Regions from separate parts of the Zea mays genome. Here region 1 is linked to region 2. The links are chromatin contacts, called in public Hi-C maps. All regions are on one chromosome and are shown on one strand. Each heading gives the region's core, a stretch centred on a gene start, on an enhancer-like site or on the middle of the called end of the contact. The rest is flanking DNA. Distances are from core to core; before and after follow the strand shown. Region 1 holds the start of LOC100285453 (GATA transcription factor 22). Region 2 has its middle 140 kb from the start of LOC103635116.

Evidence for each region. Hi-C and Micro-C count contacts between places; a contact is called where the count stands out from the background.
Region 1: a Hi-C map of leaf shows a contact between it and region 2, with 7 times the contacts expected there. The contact joins the promoter of LOC100285453 here to the enhancer-like site in region 2. A contact is called at or near these places in 2 of 25 Hi-C or Micro-C datasets (endosperm and leaf).

What each region holds. Positions count from the first base shown.
Region 1 is chr8:41,936,939-41,940,098 of Zm-B73-REFERENCE-NAM-5.0, forward strand. It overlaps LOC100285453 (GATA transcription factor 22), which reads right to left and starts at 1,362. Exons shown (of 3, transcript NM_001158346.1): 1 at 1,209-1,362; 2 at 1,017-1,115; 3 at 1-90. The coding sequence starts at 1,271.
Region 2 is chr8:41,614,531-41,617,728 of Zm-B73-REFERENCE-NAM-5.0, forward strand. No RefSeq gene overlaps it. Among protein-coding and RNA genes, the nearest start is that of LOC103635116, 140 kb to the left of the region's middle. Within about 2 kb of position 1,796, at least 17 of the 20 cell types and tissues checked have an H3K27ac peak or open chromatin away from gene starts, as enhancers often do. A contact at or near this core is called in leaf, where this site is marked.

The DNA.
Region 1 (3,160 bases), core at 112-2,611, 320 kb after region 2:
ATTATTTTGTTGTTGCTGCAGCTTGCGGTCTAGGCCAAGCTCTTGCCTCCTCTTTTTTCGGTACCGGATCCCACAGGCGTTGCAAAGTGACTGCCAGCAGAATTGAAACGAGTTAAGGGAGAGAAAAAAAAGTGACTGCATTCGATTTGTTTTAAGGGTATAGACTGAATGTAATCATCTGTTTTCAGCTAGGGGAATCAAAGTGGATAAAGTATCTTTTTTTTTCTCCCAGCACATCATTGGCTCGGTTTTTAGCACTGTTGGGAGGAACAGCTCACCTAACTACCAACTTGCAGTCCAATTGGATAGAGAGAAATATCAACAAGTCAAGAAGTATTAGTATGAATATAAAAGCAATATTTCCATGAAAAACTAATAGAGCAGTTTCATTTATCTCAAATGCAAATAGCTCCTCCATCGTCAAATCCACTTTCAAGCATTTGGCCGGTAAGAGCAAAAGAAGACTTCGCTGAATAGACCCTCAAACAGCGTGCTTGTCTCGGAGTGACAGCTCACGTTGATGGTACCGCGTCAGCATGTTGCCTATGGAATTAAAATTAAAAAAACACAAAAACTAGAAGACCTTGGGCGCACAGGCTAGATTTGGTGGAATGTGGCTGGATCGTTCTTAGCTAGCTGTCTCCGATTAGAACACACTGCACCAATTGGACTTGGTCTTTGGTGCCTCCATTTCATCCTACTGCTTTCCTCGACCGAATTTGAATCCAACATTCACTATATACGAGGTCGGTAGTAAATTAATAAGGTTATTATGAATAGATAGATGATCACACATATCCTATCCTATATACTCCAATACAACCAGGAAAAACGAGTAGTAAGTATACGCAGGACGACTATTGGAGTCGTGTGTATACATAGCTAAGTTGATCAAGATCAGCAACCAAACCAGCGACCAGGAATCCCCAATCTGGTGCGGACGAACGCTATACGCACGGAGCTGCTAGCCTGGCTAACAAGAGGAGAGGAGGGAGGGCGATCATGAGCTAGCTTACCCTGGGCCCGGTCGGGCCGCTGCGCCACATGGGCGTGGTGGTGGCGCGGCATTCGACGCAGCTCCTGGTGGCTTTCTCCGCCGCCACGATCCCGTCGATCTGCAACGGCGGGTCGCAGGAAGCAGACCGGGATGACAGAGCTCGGAGCAAAGGAGAGGAAGAGAGAGCGGAGACGAGAGCCGATGGATGTACCTTACAGCGATCGGCGGAGCCCATCGGCGTCGGCGCCGGCGCGCGGCCCGCAGCAGACGACATCCCCGATCCGTGGCCGGGGTTGGCGACAGGATTGCGCGCTTGGAGAAATTTAGTTTCGGCCCGTGTGCGTTGTTTCTTAGATAGTAGAAGCGTGCAGTAGAGAGTAGAGGGTAGTTGCGGGGAAGGGAAGGGAAGGGGGATGTGTGTGTGGTAGAGTACTAGAGTCTGAGAGTTCTGATGCGGTGATGCCTACGCATGTATCACGTAGACGAAGAGGTGACGTGTCCTTTGCGGCCGCCCTGGAAAAGATTCTTTCTTTTCTGTTTTTGTATCGCTGGGTTTGATTGAAGCATGACTGAAATCTGAAAGGGACCTCAAAACTACTCCATTTAATCAGATTATTTTCAACTATATACTTAAAGAAAGGACATAATTTAGCTAATAATATTATAACGACGTCTTGTAGTTTAGGATAAAAAAATAGCTAATAGCTCACGTACCATTAGTCAGGCCGTTCGATTTTGTTTGTTTTAAGCGTCGAGATTTGATCAGAGCACTGTTCATGTTAAAGTTTATCTCATCTATTTATGCCCTGCGTATTCCTTCGTGAGGGAAGAAGCCGGACGCTTATGGTTTCATTATCTAAAAAAATAATATACTAATGTGTTGCTGTCATAGACATCTCACTTTCATATGCATTCAGTGAGCGAAACAGAGAGTACCCTTTTAATCTTGAAAAGTTATGCCACTATTAGTTAGCCAAGTTCAGTTTGATCTCAAAATTCTCTGTACAAATAAATAATAATAAAACACCCAACTATATATACATAAGGGATCCGCCTTCATTGAGCTTTTAAAATTAGAGTTGTGCAACCGTAGAAAATCCAACCGTAGGAAAAATGAGGCCGCAACGAAGAATCGTTGTGTGGGGGGAATATTCTAGTGTTTTTTTATGGGTATCTGACCTTTTTAGCATCTATTTGAGTGGTGATTTTTTTAAAAGTAAGGCTATCGGTTGTTGTTTTATTAGAAGAAGATAAAGATAATGTTTCAGGGATAAGGTACCTAAAACTTTTAAGATATTGTTTGGTTCACGCATTTGTAAATATAAAAAGGAATTGATAATATTAAATCATATTTGTTTAAGTTCAACCGTAGTTAGATCCCACATTAGAAACTAATACCGATCTATTCAAACTTATTACCGCAGGTAATCGAGCGTGAATTATTATTGTTGTCATTTATGTTACTTTTGGTGAACCAAGCAGCACAACGTGCTAACAGTTGAGGTAAATAGCTAAACGCGTCAATGCTAAACTTCTTTAGGCTAAAAAGGGAAAACTCCACATTTACTGATATGACCACTTGTGTTATTTTGTTTTGTTTTAGAATCCACACTTACCTGGAGACATGGTTGAAACGCGATACGGCCATCTATGACGTGTTTCGCTTAAATAACAATAACATAAAACTTAGGCTTGAAGAAGCCTGACGTCACGGCTTACTGGCCAGCACAGAGGCTTGGGGCTTACGCTATCACGGCCTTAGTAGTAGACTAGTAGTTCTCATAGTCTAAAGTCTACATAGACGATGTCGAGCTCATTTTAAAACAAAACGATACTAATTAATATGTTTTTTTATCAGCATGATGTTACTCTTTTAGTCAACTTCCAGCAGTACTCTGTTATTTTTATAACAACGCAGCGGTACTCTGTTCTGTTCTGTTCTGTTCATTTGGTCGATGGAAACCACTGGAGCCTGCTTGAGCATGCATGAGTAGTATAGTATCTCTTCCATCCACAAGGACATATGCTGTTTGTTTTTTCCAGCACATATTCTTCTTTGCTATAAAATCTGCACAACAGTGTCTTCATGGCGAACACAAACCCACCAGGGGAGAAAAGGGCAACGCGCGCGGACACATCCATCCACACACACAGGCTGCCGCC
Region 2 (3,198 bases), core at 546-3,045:
CTCTTGTTGCTTGGTTGCTTTCTTCTTCCCCTTCTAAACTTTCGAAGTGTTTTGTAATGCTAGCAAGAGACACCTAATTGTATGGTGATCCTTGCGGGGTCTTAGTGACCTGTGAGATTAAGAAGAAGGACTCGACCGGTCTAGGTGACCGATTGAGAGAGGGAAAGGGTTGAAATAGACCTGGCCTTTGTGGCCTCCTCAACGGAGAGTAGGTTCATTGGAACCGAATCTCGGGAAACAAATCGGCGTGTCCATTTGTGTTGATCTTCACCACTTGATTTGTTTCTTCCCTCTCCTCTCTCTCTAAAGTTGTCTTGCTCACATTGTTTTGAGTTGGCTTCCAAAGTTATCTGCATTGATTGAGCAACTCATAGCAAGGAGAACTATCTTCCACACTCCGAATTCACTACTATTTATTTCTAACCCTAACACTGGGTGAATGTGTGTTCAAAGTTTATAATTTTCAGATTTCGCCTATTCACCCCCCCTCTAGGCGACTTTCACATAGGAATCCCTCGTCCGAACTGTCATCACATCAATTCGATCCGAGAACCACCCTATACTCTTGCAGCGATGCCTCCCCGCTTGCCCCTTGCGGGTAAGGTAATCTCTCCCTAGCTTTGCTAATTACTTGGCCAAGGGCGTCCGATTCCACCCTTGTGGTAGCACTGTTTTCTCGGGTGGTTCTCCATGTTCCAATTAACATGATGATCTTATCATGAAAAATAATTAAAACAACAACATAATTGGAACATGATCATAATAAAACATTAGTTTCCCAAAACCAGGTATATCAATAGCAAATCAACCCAATATTTCATCTGTTTGCAAGGTGGGGGAGAAACAATGCTAGGAAAACCTATTAGGTCCCATCAAATTAACCTGAGCATGTCACAGTGATTAACAGGAACATTATTAGGTAAAGAAGAATGATCAAGGGCATAACTTGCCTTAGACTCGAGATTCCCAGGTACTTCCCGAACTTGGTCTCCAAGTGACTTGTAACCTCGCTGCTACTCGCGACAATACAAACAAACATGGTATAGGAGAATTTAACATCACACCAAACATCAGAACAAAATGCATGATAATATTCTACGCATCATAACGAGATCGTAGGTTCGAGAACCACTAAATTCAGAGTTACGGTTAAAAAGATATGGATTTTGGAAGACCTATGTGATTTAAACATTAAAAGTAGGTTCTATGTTGATGTTAATATAAATCATGTGAAACCGATAAAGAAATGTCTAGTTAACTTTAATAATAATTATAACTTAATTACATATAGTCACATTATAATTATGGATTGAATTAAAATAGTATATCAATTTAGATTAGAAAAGTATACATAGGTTTTAAACAAATATCTAATTACAAAAGTATGTGATACAATACAAATAATGTTGCTACTGCGTAGGTAATTTTATTACGAAGATGACACAATTTGAACGGTCTAAATCAGAGTTAAAATGAGAACTCTATGAGATAAACAAGTTTGAGGTGTTTTTATTATTGATTTTGAGGCCAAAAATTGCTGCCAGGGTTTCTTTTGAAAAGTCTAAGGACTGGTTTGTATTTTTCAAAAGTTAATTGAGGGGATTGGGTGCAAAAACTGGACGGCGGGTTGTTTCTGCTATAGTCAGGGGTTTCTTATGCAAATATGACACGACAAAGGGGTATCGAGGCGCCAGAGCCGTCCGATCACGATCCCAAGGACTATATTATATCTTGAGATATACCGAACCGGTACGCACTATCTGTCGTCGGATCTGGATCTCACGGCCCCGATTCAATTAAGCAGGAATCCAGTCCCCACCCGTTGATTCGCTCATCTACGGTAACAGATCCGAGGTTGAACCGGTATGCAATAGGAACCGCACAAACCAAGATCCATGGCCAACACTCGCCCACGCCGATGACGCACTCTTCTCCACCCGATCTCGATTCGATGGACCAATCAAATACGCGAAAGGGTAAACACTCATCTATCGCTGGACGTCGATCAAAGGATCAACGGAGGACGCGTTATCTCCTACCTCCAACGTCTGGACACCACTGAGGTCGAAAACCATGGCGGTGCCGACACTGCGCTCGGCCCACCAGTGATCTAGGGCCCTAATCCGACTGCTGCTGCCAGGAATAGGGACGAAGATGAAAGCAAATAGGATAGAGGGTGGTTTATCGCTAGCAGAGGTGAAAGCGAGGCCGTCCGACGACACCGTGTAGCTTCGGTTCCATCGGCGGCGGCTCCCTGTTCTTGCTTTCTCTGCCATCCTCTTGGCTCCACCCTTCACAACTCCTCTGCCTCCAGCAAAAGCAATGGCTACAGGGCGCGATTTCTCGGGTATATAAACACCGGTTCGTTAGGATTCCTAGCCGAGAATCCCGCATCCCAGGCGAGCACGCGGCATGCTCGGTTGAAGACCGGAGGGGATGATAGAGCTGACGTTCTGGTCCCACATGTCAGCTAATCCATGGTTGTACGCAGAAACACGGAAAGTGTGGCTGACACCCAGGGTCCACAAAACGGCGTGTGGTTCAGCCAGGCCGGCAGTGCGAGGAATCCTTGACCGATTCTAAAGAAAGTGGGCCGACTGATTGCATTGAAGTGGTGGACCGAGCTGATCCGAAATTAGACTTTCTCCCTTTTCCGTTTTGCTTATTCTTTTTCTATTTCCAGCTTCTAGTTATATATTTCCAATTCATTTTCTATTTTTCATTTGAATTCTATTTGGAAATTTCTATAATCACACAGGATTCAAATTTAGGATTTGTACCCAAATGCCATAGCAAATAATCCAGCATGTTATGCAAGCATGATTTTATTTATATTTATTTATTGTTTTATTTATGCAAATACTTCAAATATACAACGCACACACTTAAAAGAAAAGTTATATTTGCAAGTGTAGTCATTTAAATAGTTATCCATAATTCCAGTACATTTTTTTGTTTAGTTTAGGAAAAGTTAATTTTATAATCTTTATCATAAATGATTTTGATTTATATACATATATATATATATATTTAAAGAGTGCGTTAATTATATAGCTATAAAGGGAAAGCTAAATATATTAAAAGCCTTTCTTCTATTTGTTGTGCTAATTTTTAGGTTTAGGTATTGGGTCTAAGTTTTGAATACCAATCTCCTATTGTTATTAATCATTCCCATTAGAGAGATATACTTTACAAAGG